Linked DNA regions of Ostrinia nubilalis: region 2 is linked to region 1. A link is a contact called in public Hi-C data. All regions are on one chromosome and are shown on one strand. The core of a region is the stretch at or near the end of the contact, and the rest is flanking DNA. Distances in the headings are between cores, read along the strand shown. Region 1 holds the start of LOC135071774 (serine/threonine-protein kinase fused). Region 2 holds the start of LOC135071749.

Region 1 (5,834 bases), core at 2,328-4,827:
CGGCGCTGCCTACCACGCCTATCACCATGCTCACCTAGAAAAATGTAGTCACATTTTCATTCGAATTTAAACCTTATGTAAGTAGGTAATTACAGCGCGAGCGGAATTAATTACGAAGTACATTAGGGTCATGACTGCACCATAATATGAAAAACTAGCTTTTGCCCGCGGTTTCACCCGCGTCAAATTTCGTTGTCATAAATTATTATAGCCTATACCTCATTCTGGGTTAAACAATAATGCTGTAAAGTTTCATCAAAATCCGTTCAGTAGTTTTTGCGTGAAAGAGTAACAAACATCCAGACATCATGACATCCAAACTTTCGCATTTATAATATTAGTAGGATAGTAGGAAGTAGGATAGGCTCTTGGTACGGACGACGGAATATCAAGCTGAATGCTGTGGCATCTTATATGGTGGCAACAAAGAGTGATATGCTGATAGTTTCGACATCGGACTGATGATACGAGACATCGCTAACTCTATCCACATTGGAAGTGGTATCAGTTTCGCTGAGTGGTCGTTTTTACTACGGACTAAAAACTGACCCTTACTGATTAACAAATATTTACTATGACGTCATACCATATTAAGTTGCGTGAGAGACTCCACATCGCCATCCATAACCTCAGTAATATTAGAGTTTAAGAATGCTTCCCACTCTTCCAATTCTATTGAAGATGGCTCTTTAGCTGAAAGTAAAATATTAGGTATCATTACATTAAATCCACACTATAATTACAATGAGAAAAGTAAAATGTGTTAAATAAGATATTTACCTTCACGTTTTTCTTCAGGCTTAATCATTCGATCATTATTAGCAATCTCTTTATCATCTGATGTCTCTTCAATGACATCACATTTTTCACTGTCCTCATCCTTTTCCTCTTTAGAACATTTTTCTTTATCTGTATCAATCAAACTCGGAATCTCCACATTAGGCTCGGATGTGTGTCTTTGAGTATCATGCTTGTTTTTATCCCAACTTCTGCTAAAATGGAATGATCGTTTAATACTTCTGGTCAGTCTGTTTCCCCCACTACCAAACCGCAATTTATCTCTTGAAAATTGCAACAGCTTCTGTTTATAAGACGGTGGGACACTTTTACTCAAGCCCGAACTAATATCGCTACTGCATTTCGTTGAACTTTTGGGGTTCTCCAAGCTATGGGAAGCAGTGTCAACCGAATTCACCTTTTGTTTTACATCAGCTACTGGTTTGTCGTTGGCACTTTCAGTCTTTGATTCATCAGCAATTTTCTCTACATTCTGTTTTTCTTCAACAATTTTATCCATTTTATTCAAATTTGCATCATTTTGTTTTTTGTTGGCACGCATTAATTGAGCCATGTTTTTTTCTAAGTTGCAAACTACGAGATTCGAGTTGTTCATTACATTGTATTCGTGTCTTAGCAACTTTGCGTTGGCAGCAGTGATGGGTTGCGATTGGTCTTCGTCATCAGTTTTGAGACTGTCTCGGACACTGAACGCACTGGTTGCTCTGACACTATCGTCGTCTGACATCGGCACACACTCCATTGCCTGCATTACGCGGATGTTACGAAGATCATGTTCCCTTCTTTCAGTTTTAATTGATTCTCCTTCCATCTTCATTAACCTGAAGTCAATATAATTTACAAAATATTTTTACAACTGGCAACAAATAATTATACAATTTCCATGGCAAGAATCAAAAGGCATCACCCACATATTGACCATAATCTAGACATCACATTATAGTTAATTTGATTGTATTTTCGCAATATAAAAATTTAAAAGAGATGTTACCTTGCATTAGTATTTATTTTATCCCTTTGGAGTTGTTTAGCTTCCTGCTGACTATGAGTTAGGGGTTTGGTGAATGGAGATTCACTCTGGACATCTTCTGGTAGAATAAGCACATGGCCAGCTACAAACTGGTGCTCTAAAATTTCTGGCCAACTCATTCTCTTCATAGGATCTTTATGAAGTAAGCCCTGCCAAAAAACCAGATCTTTATGAAATATTCATTCTTTAAATTAAGGAGAAAGTACATTCAATCCAAAGAATGGATTCTGAATTTTAAAGATGGGAAATGATGTAATGCTGTCAGAAAGTTATAAGTGAAATTAGCAAATTCCACTGCACTGCTAGCTATTTCTTTAATGTAAATTCGTAAGAATGTATTAAAACTTGAATTACCTGTAAAAAGGACCGAGCTTTCATGCTGATAAAACTTGGCCATTGTACCGGTTTATGTTTTATCATATGCACTAGCTGCAGTATGGACATAGTACAGAATGGGGGTTGGCCTGCCATCAGTTCGTATACTATACATCCTAGAGACCATAGGTCTGCCTGAAATAAGAAAATAATTATAATTAAAATAGTAATTAGGATGGCTACAAGTTGTTTCATGTGTAGAATCTGGCCGCATCCATTTAAATCAATATTTCATTAGGCCTATCTTACTGAAAAAATATTTATAACAAAAATATTATTATGTTGCCATGTCTTCACTGTTTCATGCTTGCTTTACCTGGTGGTCATAAGGCTTCTCTTCAATTAATTCAGGTGCCATGTATAGAGGAGTACCTTTGATGGATGTTAAAATATGTGTAGTGTTGGTCATTAGTCTTGCTAATCCAAAGTCACACAGCTTCGCCCGACCTGTACTATCTAATAGCACATTTTGAGGTTTTAGGTCCCTGAAATCAAAACAAAAACAATATGAATATTGCAAAGACAGCTAAAATTTGTATTCCAGCAAAAAATAACAGATAACTGTACCAAATGGAGGATTATCATAGGTAAATCATCAAATTCAAGGTGACAATAAGTACCAAAAGTTATTATTATTACTTATTGATACACTTATATTGTAGATTAATTGTAATGTATATTATGCTATCTGCTAGGACCGAATATGGGCATGACCTTCAATACAATGCTTCAAAATGCCTCAAACCCCTACTGCATGTGATTAGTTTACACATTATGTACACATACCTGTGCAAAACTCTATGAGAGTGCAAATAATACAATGCAGACACCAAGTCCCATGTGATTTTCTTCACTTGCTCTTCATTAAGACAACCTTCTTTAGCCAATATGCTATGTAGCTCCTTTTCAGCATACTCAGTAACCACTACCAACTCTGACTCCGTGTCAAAGCTGTATATCATACGAATTATATTGGGGTGTTTAAGCTGCCTCTGAATGTCACATTCTTGCCTCAAATTCTTCAAATCCTTAGAAGAGCGGCCTTTCTGTAAAATTGCAATACTATGTCAGACAAAAGCCATGGTAATAGTTAGACCATCATTCGTGATCTCTACGAACCTTTCTTATAACTTTTAATGCCACAACATCGTCAGTTTCTTTATGTTTTGCTTTAAAAACTCGACCGAACGATCCTTCACCAACGAAAGATATAACATCGTAGCTCTCCATTTTACAGGAAATATATTCAGTGAACCGAGATATTGGCGCTTTCAAATGCACTACTTAGATACAAATATTACATTATTAATTTAATTATCTCAAAAACACGGCGAATAGAAATAAAAACACAACAACAAACAAAGCCGTGCAACATGCAACAAGATTTGTTTTTTTTTATCGTCAAACGTCAAAGTGACATAAGCTGTCACCGTCATCTTTTTTTTTAATTAACCCCCACTTTGGGCCGGCAAAGTGATCTAGTCCATACCTTCTCTTCACTGTTTTAATTTCCTTTGTTTTGTTTTCATTTTTATTATTTTCAAAGACTAAAAACAATAATTTACTCATAAGTCTCACAACTCACACTTTAATCATATTATAATAACTCTTAAAAATAAGAGCGCCTTTCTTTATTATAAGCAACCAAACAATGCTAAACTCAGTAGGCAAAAGATTTGATTGAAAGATAGATTGACTACCTAAATATGGGTTCGGCCAAACCTCAGAAGATCATCATCTGAGGGCCAAACCAACGCATGCAGCAGCCTATATGCGCGATGGAAATGGCGATCTGTAGAAATCAGTAGGATCGCCATCGCACACGAAGGCTGCACGCGTTGGATTGGCCGAACCCATAGATCAGGGGTGGCCAACCGGTCGATCGCGACTATTAGTCCAGTCGATCGTGGCAAGGCAAAAAATGATGATTTTGTACTAAACTATGCTGTTTCATATAAGATTTCAAGAAGTATGTAAGTGTTAGATCACCCAGGGTTTCGTTAGTAAACAGTAGATCTTATGTCTAATCAAGTTGGCCACCCCTGCCAAGGCTAAACTTAAAACAACAATACTTACTTTCATTTCAAGTGCTCCTTTTATAAGGTAAAATCCAGATTATGCAAAGGAAATCAATTCCTCTGAGCAAATAAGTGAAGTAGGTACCATATTGAATTGAATAGATTCTGATCTTAAGTAGATTTTACCCAGGTGACTGGGAAAATTCAAAATACCTACTCGTATTATAAATAATTACCTAATTACCTACTAATTACCTAGGTCTTAGAGATAGACCGTTTTGCCTGATTTATACTGTGCTGCGAACTGCAAACATCTCGTAACCTACATCGCGCGCTTTTTTATTTGAACTGCTAAATTAATAACGTTACAAAGTTTTCAAAGGTTACGGTAATTTTGAGTATTTACTTAATTAACTTACTAAAGGCGTAAGGTAATTTTGGGTATTTACTTAATTTGCTTTCTTTTTAACTTATTCACTGGACACAGTTAACCAAAGGGCCTAGGTACCTTGAATAAGCTGATTTCTTTAGTTATGGAAGGAATACGTAAGTATTATTAGGAAGATACTGGATAAGTTTTACTACGAAATGCACACAGCTACTTTATAGACTAATCAACTAAGTAGGTAGGTACTAACTAGCAACTCAAATATTTAAATGCGCGAATGTAACTAGAAATTTCGTCGGTAAATTAAGATTTGAGTACGGGCAGAGCTATAACAACAATAGGCATGCATGTAAAATCTATTCTAGATCGCTCGCCGCAATGTTTTCAACACTCAGGGAAAGATTAATCTCGAAATTCGACAGCGGCATCCGAGATTGTTGATTCTTTGTTGTCTATTCGCTATTTATACTCGATTACTCGGCAACCAACTGTACGATATCTCGCTTACACACAATAAAACACAGACCAACTGGGCCGCAGTTTCGGCGGGCGCGTTATTTCACTTTGAAACATATTATTCCGCAGCCGTGCACAATACTGTAAACAAACGAGACAGAACGTGGGCGTTGTGTACGTTAGGGATTTAAGTAACTTGCTCATTTTTTAGCCAGATAGCTTTTAGTAAGCTAAATCGTCAGTAAAGTTTCACTGGCTGTTGGAAAACAAATGAAATAAATTAACCTTTCGGCAATAACGGATCTTCGTAGCGATGCCATGATCTTAATTAGAAAAATATTTGGCTAGAGAATAGAGTTAGACCTTCAAATTTCTCTTGCTATGCCCACCCACGTAGCATTTGTTTTGTCGAGGAAAGTGACATTGAATCACGTACCGTTGGTAGGTACACCTACAAGAAATACTATATTCATAATAATGATTTTGCAAATTATTTACTTTCATTTGAAACCGATTCAATCATTATGATGTACAGAATATTGCTATCTGAAAATTACAATAGTTTATTGTTGATTTATTTCTAAATGGTAGAGTTTTTGTGATCCACCACGGAATTCGTTATTGATCACCGTTAAGAGCCATTTTACATTTTCGGGCGAATTTCTAAGATTTTGGAAGCATGAATTACTACCTTAAGCAACACCCAGAGATTATTTAATAACTGCGAAAGATAGGTCAATCCTTGGTGTTGACCATTAATGAAACGGAT
Region 2 (5,834 bases), core at 846-3,345, 150 kb before region 1:
ATATACATGTCCTTCTCATAAATTAATACTTCCCAATTACATTTTCACTTTATTGTCAATACATTAATCTATTCTATTCTTAGCTTGGAATGAAATCAATAAGAAAATGTTTGCTTCAATACATTGCCCAAATCGTCTTCTACGACAATGGTCAAGACTTTGCTCTTAGGAGAAAAGGTAAACGGGACCAAAAATCTTTTTTCTGGCAATAGGTTAGTGAATTCATACGAATCCAACACCATTCCATTCGATTCATCTCTTACTTCAACTATTCTTATGCCAGCCGTTGAGATAATCAGCATTTTGTTTTTGTCAAATTTCAGATATCTCGTTATTGCTTGTCTTTCTCTCCCATATTCATTGTTGAACCATCGGTGATATGATAATAGCACTGCACAATTTCTGGTCCAGTAAATTGAATCATTTCCGTTTACTCGGTTGATGTTTCTCTTGGAGTCTGTGAGTTTATTTGTAATGCTTGAATATACACTCGATGGTCTAGTTATTGGTGTAACATTTGGACTTCTTCGTACGATGTCAGATTTTGACATTGAAGCAAAGTTCCCTAACGTGGTTTTACTTCTTGGCCCCAACAAGCGTAGTGGTTCCGCCACGTTCATGGTCACACTAATGTTTCGCTGTAGTGAAACTGTGGAATGTTGTACGGGTTTACCGCTATAATTATTCATATTATCTTTTATCAGCGATGACCTTCTTTCTCCAACAGTAAAGACACGGTCAATATTATCAAATCCTCTTCCCATGATACCATCTTTAGTATGTCCTAAATCAAAGGTGTGGCCTAATTCATGGAAAACTGAGCCCAATGTTGTAGCAAAACAGCCTCCAAGGGTTCCTCTGTATCCGCTGTCGTCCATAAATCTTCGGTTGTTTACTGGTGTTGTGTCCATGAATCTTGGGATGATATCATCCACTGTTGTGGGCCATGTGTATAAACAAGCAGTACCAAACAGAGCTAGACCTCCGCCTCCAAGTGCAGCGTAAGCTTCCGTTAGTGAAACGATTTCATCGTGAGTCATTGGTTTTTCAATGTCGGTCCCTTTAAATCTCGTACATGATATAAATCCCAGAAACTTCCTTTCATTACTCCCTAAATCAGAGAGCATTAGTTCTCTTCCGAAGTGAGTCCATAGTTCTGCTTGCTTCATTTTTCTTGCTTTATTTACATTTAAGCTGCTGCGGAATATGACACACTCAGGCTTTTTGGAATTTACTTCATGTTCAAGTTGGAAAGTTTTTCTCCCAACTCCACTTTCAAAAAGTTTTTCAGCTGTTAAGCATTGGATTAATTTTGATCCGAGGACTATACGAGAGCAAGCACTTTCTACAGAGCAATCAACATCTTGAGGACTTTGGAAGCATCCGTCATGGCCTTGACAAATTATGTAAACTGGTGTAACTCTGAGATTCGTTTTACGAGGCTCATACTCCAATAAAATTGATTTCTTTTGTTCTGCATATTCTAGTTCAATCGTGTTGTTTCCTCTGGTTAATTCAGTGATGACCTTAAATTCGCCATTATAAACTGACCACTGTGATTTTGTTTGTGTTTTTTCATTTTTTAATGTGCATGTCAATTGGTCCTGGTTTGTTGTGTTGCCTCTTGTTATGAATCCTTTAATCAAAACAAGGGAGTAATTAACTATTTCTCCATTTTGAAAATTGGTCACGAATATCGAGGAGTTGTGTTCATTGTCAGTTTCTTCGTTCATCCGGTTGTCCATTACCTGAAACGCGTGTTAGATTTTGTTAAATGATTCTAGGCGAAACGTTTTATTGACCTTCAGTGTTTATATACGTGAGACTCCTCGATTTCTTTAAGTTCAATATTCACATAATTAGATTTATTTATTGCAATTCGCGTCGAAGCCGGATAGGTGCGTTGTAGCACGTTCGTTGATTTTATGGCAGGTCTGGTGTCGTGTTTTATTTTTGCCCGTGTCTATCGTATAAAGGTCGCCGTAAATGAATAGTTTCGCACTGAGGTATGACTCACCATGATGCGGTTAGCGAGGAGCGTGCGAAGCCGGCGCGGCGGGAGGACTGCGGGTGCGGGGCGGCGCGGCGGAGCGGCTCGGAGGCGACCATTTACAGCGTGCAGCGCCGTTCCTCCTCACTTCCCACTTGGTCGAATGCTCGCACGGTGGTGCGCACTGCGCATGCCTGTCGATGCAGACCGACGCGGTAACGATTGCGCCCGCCAGACAGGTACGCGACTGGCTGTCTCCATCGGCAAGAGGGAAATTTGAACAATGCAGCACTAACAGTGTATGCGTCATTGTTATGTTATTGTTAGCTGTTTGTTTTGACAGCTTATTGTTTACAGAATATGACGGAGTTTTATAAACTAGATCTCTACCTAGTAAAAAAATGGCGAATGCTTAAGAATGTTCACGAGAGTTATTTAATTTTGAATCTTATCAATAGACCACATTCTCGTAAAGTTTCAGGTAATTTAAGGATGGTACTAAGGCTACACTTAAACATAAACTGCAGTTCTAGAGTCTAATATGATAGGTAGAGGGATCCTTTTAGAATATAATATTTGAGACATATTATCTCCATTTGAATTAAAAGTAATTTTAAGTAAATTACTTTAATTTTACCCACAATTACGTGAATTAAGCACAGCGCAGCATACTGGGTGTGTATCGTGTGTCATCGTGAATTACATAATAAGTTAAGTTTATTTATCTTATAGATTATATTAAGATTGATTAATTAATTTGACAACAATAATCTTCTTGCTTAGTTCTCTTCTTCAGAACTTCTCTATTAGGGTGCAGTGATAATAATCATAATATTATTATTATTTTTATCAACTTTTTACTCCTTGCCACTATTTTATAGCAATCTTTCTTCACAAGGCGAATTTGCAGCATTATCATTTTTAGGCGATAATATTACATAGGTGCTCGTTATTAGCCGTTATCAATTTATGTAGGTATTAGAAAAGTGAGTAGAACGTATTATTTATTAAAAATCCCAAAAATAATGTCGTGTAATGGATGCTGGGACCACATAATTTTCTAAGATCTGTGATAACTTTTTTTCAGGAAGCTAAGCGGAGAATTGAAAGTATGAAGTGTTGGCTGAAACTACGTAAGCAATAAGTATATTTAATGTTAATTATAAAAATAATACTTTTGACTCCTTTCTAAATAGAAACAAACAAAAACTGCTAGCGATGAGAAGTTTTGGTCTGCAGATTGGTGTTCGCTTAACTAATTAACACAAAATATATAACAATAATTTTTAGGTAAACAAGAATTAAATTTTATTGTTAAAATTAAATGTTCTGCGTGCTCAAATCATTCCTGCGATTTCTTTTATTCAGGATGTAGATTTCAGCGTGTAAATCATAAGCCGGCCAATTTGTATTCATTAGATCCATTAAAATTATTAAATTAACTTGTTGGTGGCGTTATTTTGTCAGAAAAAGCGAATCGATTTGTTTTTTACCTTATATAATATCTAATTACTTAATTTCATTTTAAATGGTTTAAAATAAAAAATACTGAATAGGCTTCTGGTCCAGTAAATAGCTAATAGTAGGTAAGTATACGTTTTCGTCTGCAATCCTAGGGGTTACGGGTTCAAATCTCACTGAAAAAAATGGAGTTACGGACATTTCGTAATACTAGCATAATGCTATGGCGTTGTCCGCGAAGATTCCTGGATTCTCGTTTCCAAAAAGTCTTTAATGGGCGTCTCGCATTAAAAAACGGGGTCGTAAATTCTGAACTATTATGAAACATTAATAACCACAACCATAAATATCAACTTTCAGATCCCTAATTTGTGAAACGACGCTTTGCTTTCATCCCTTTTTCGTCAGCTTTAAGATTGCTTGGGCTTTTTCTATTCGCTAGGGCAAACTATACCACACAGATTACACCATCTATATTTTTCATTAGGCGCAGAATATATCGCTGAAAATTTTACTGTCTCGCTCTACATCCACCTATCTATTTTCCAGCTCTAACAAAGGCTACAGCTCTACCTAATTTTCAGGACTCTATCCTGGGAGTAACAGACATTGCCAAAATCTCATTACTTCGCCTCGATTACTACCTTAGTTTCCCAGATATCCGCTTAATATTCTATCCTATTCTCAAATCACCTCCAACACACGGAAATAAAGTAGAGCCCTGAGATTCCGACTTAATTAAAGCTTGATTAAAGCCCTAATAAGGAGGTATTAGGGCTGAAGTGACCAATTAGGTAAACAACATCCTCCTATCGTTAACAAGGCTAATTACAAAGCTTAGTTCATTATTTCGGTTAGGATATTTTCGTGAAAAGGTTCTATGGTCAGTGAAATTTTATGATCAGACAATTAGGCATCTAATCGGTTCAGCTGTGTAATGTAAAAACACATTTATTTTTATTAGTTTCAAATAAAACAGTAGGTAGGTACTCTACGATAGACGTGTCGTCAGGTGGCCGGCTCTAGTCGGACATGTTTGGCTTTTTAGTCGAGCTATAGAATAATAAGACTGGGTACCGTTGAAACAATTTTGCTTTTACTGTCTATAATTTTGTTGTTTAATAACCAAGTGACGATTACGATACGTGAAATTGAAATTTGAAGTTTTAGCTACGATATGGCTGTATCATTATAGTTCCCAGGTTACTATTTTTAGAAATATACGAAATTTAAAAAAAAAAGAAAATTTGTTTCAACCGTCCCCATGCCGGGGGCGGTTGAAACAGCGATTGGGATCTGTTAAAATACATACAAATAATACAATAATTACTAATAAAACGTGTTTTATTTATCATTAATACTACGAATATTAAAATTATGGTACCACATGACGACATTAATCAGTCTAAGTATTTAATATTTTTAAAACATTAATTAGCCTTTGATAAGTAGTAAACATTTAAAAAAATAACAGAAATATGATAAAATAAATGATATTTCCAAATCTAATAAACATTAATAATTAAGATAACATTCTGAATAAAGTTCACGAAAATCTTTATTTTTTTTTCAAACCATACTTTTCCGCCGCTTTCCGCAGTGAATCTTCAGCTTTTACCTCCTCTTATGCTTTACCAAGTCAATTTCCTCCCTGGAAATCTTCCTTACCCAAACTCTCGGCATCTACATAAAATAAACATTAATACATTTTCTGTTTCAACCGTACCCAAAAAAAATGTTTCAATCGTCCCCAGCCCCACTTTTGGTAAAATATACTTTATAGTTTCGTCGACACTAACAATCACACATTAAAAATAGTTACTGTCCCTTATTCTACAAGCTTCATTATAATCGCAAACGCACACTCGATACATTCACATAAAAAGAACAGGTAGTATAAGCGTTAATGTCTGAAGAAAAATACTTACTTTGGGGAGTAAAAAACAAAATGGTGTTTTATACACAACGTCAACGCGTTAGGAAGTTATTAGGCACTAAATTCGTGTTCGGACCTGTCTTCCGCTTCTTTTTCCCCTAGGACCCCTCACTCCCCGGGGAACCGTTTACGAGATATTTGCTCTGTTTTAACCGTCTTTTGTTTCAACCGTACCCAGTCTCCCTCACTCGTGAGCTATGACACGTATGACACTAATTGCACCCACACCCCCCGTGACATGTCCGGCTTTTAGGTTAAAATGTGTGGCTTTTGTGTTTTTCGACCTGGCAACCCTAGGCGCACCGATCGTCGGTTACCAAGGAAGCGGGAGGCGCACGCGCCTACGGAGCCCGTTCGGCAAAGGTGTGACGCGCCTCCGATGATAATGTATCGCGCAGGAAGCGGGCAGAGGCAGGAGCCGGTCGTTGTCCCAGTGAACGCACTTTC

The links. A called contact is a pair of places that touch in the nucleus more often than the background predicts.
Region 2: a Hi-C map of whole body shows a contact between it and region 1, with 5 times the contacts expected there. The contact joins the promoter of LOC135071749 here to the promoter of LOC135071774 in region 1. A contact is called at or near these places in 3 of 5 Hi-C or Micro-C datasets (whole body and whole larva).

What each region holds. Positions count from the first base shown.
Region 1 is chr5:7,269,220-7,275,053 of ilOstNubi1.1, reverse strand. It overlaps LOC135071774 (serine/threonine-protein kinase fused), which reads right to left and starts at 3,577. Exons shown (of 12, transcript XR_010257321.1): 1 at 3,323-3,577; 2 at 2,990-3,249; 3 at 2,520-2,688; 4 at 2,183-2,338; 5 at 1,790-1,977; 6 at 781-1,619; 7 at 587-693; 8 at 1-34.
Region 2 is chr5:7,417,704-7,423,537 of ilOstNubi1.1, reverse strand. LOC135071749 reads right to left here and starts at 2,095. Exons shown (of 2, transcript XM_063965539.1): 1 at 2,018-2,095; 2 at 95-1,748. The coding sequence starts at 2,020. The coding sequence ends at 96. The region is part of intron 1 of LOC135071750 (glycolipid transfer protein); the gene reads right to left.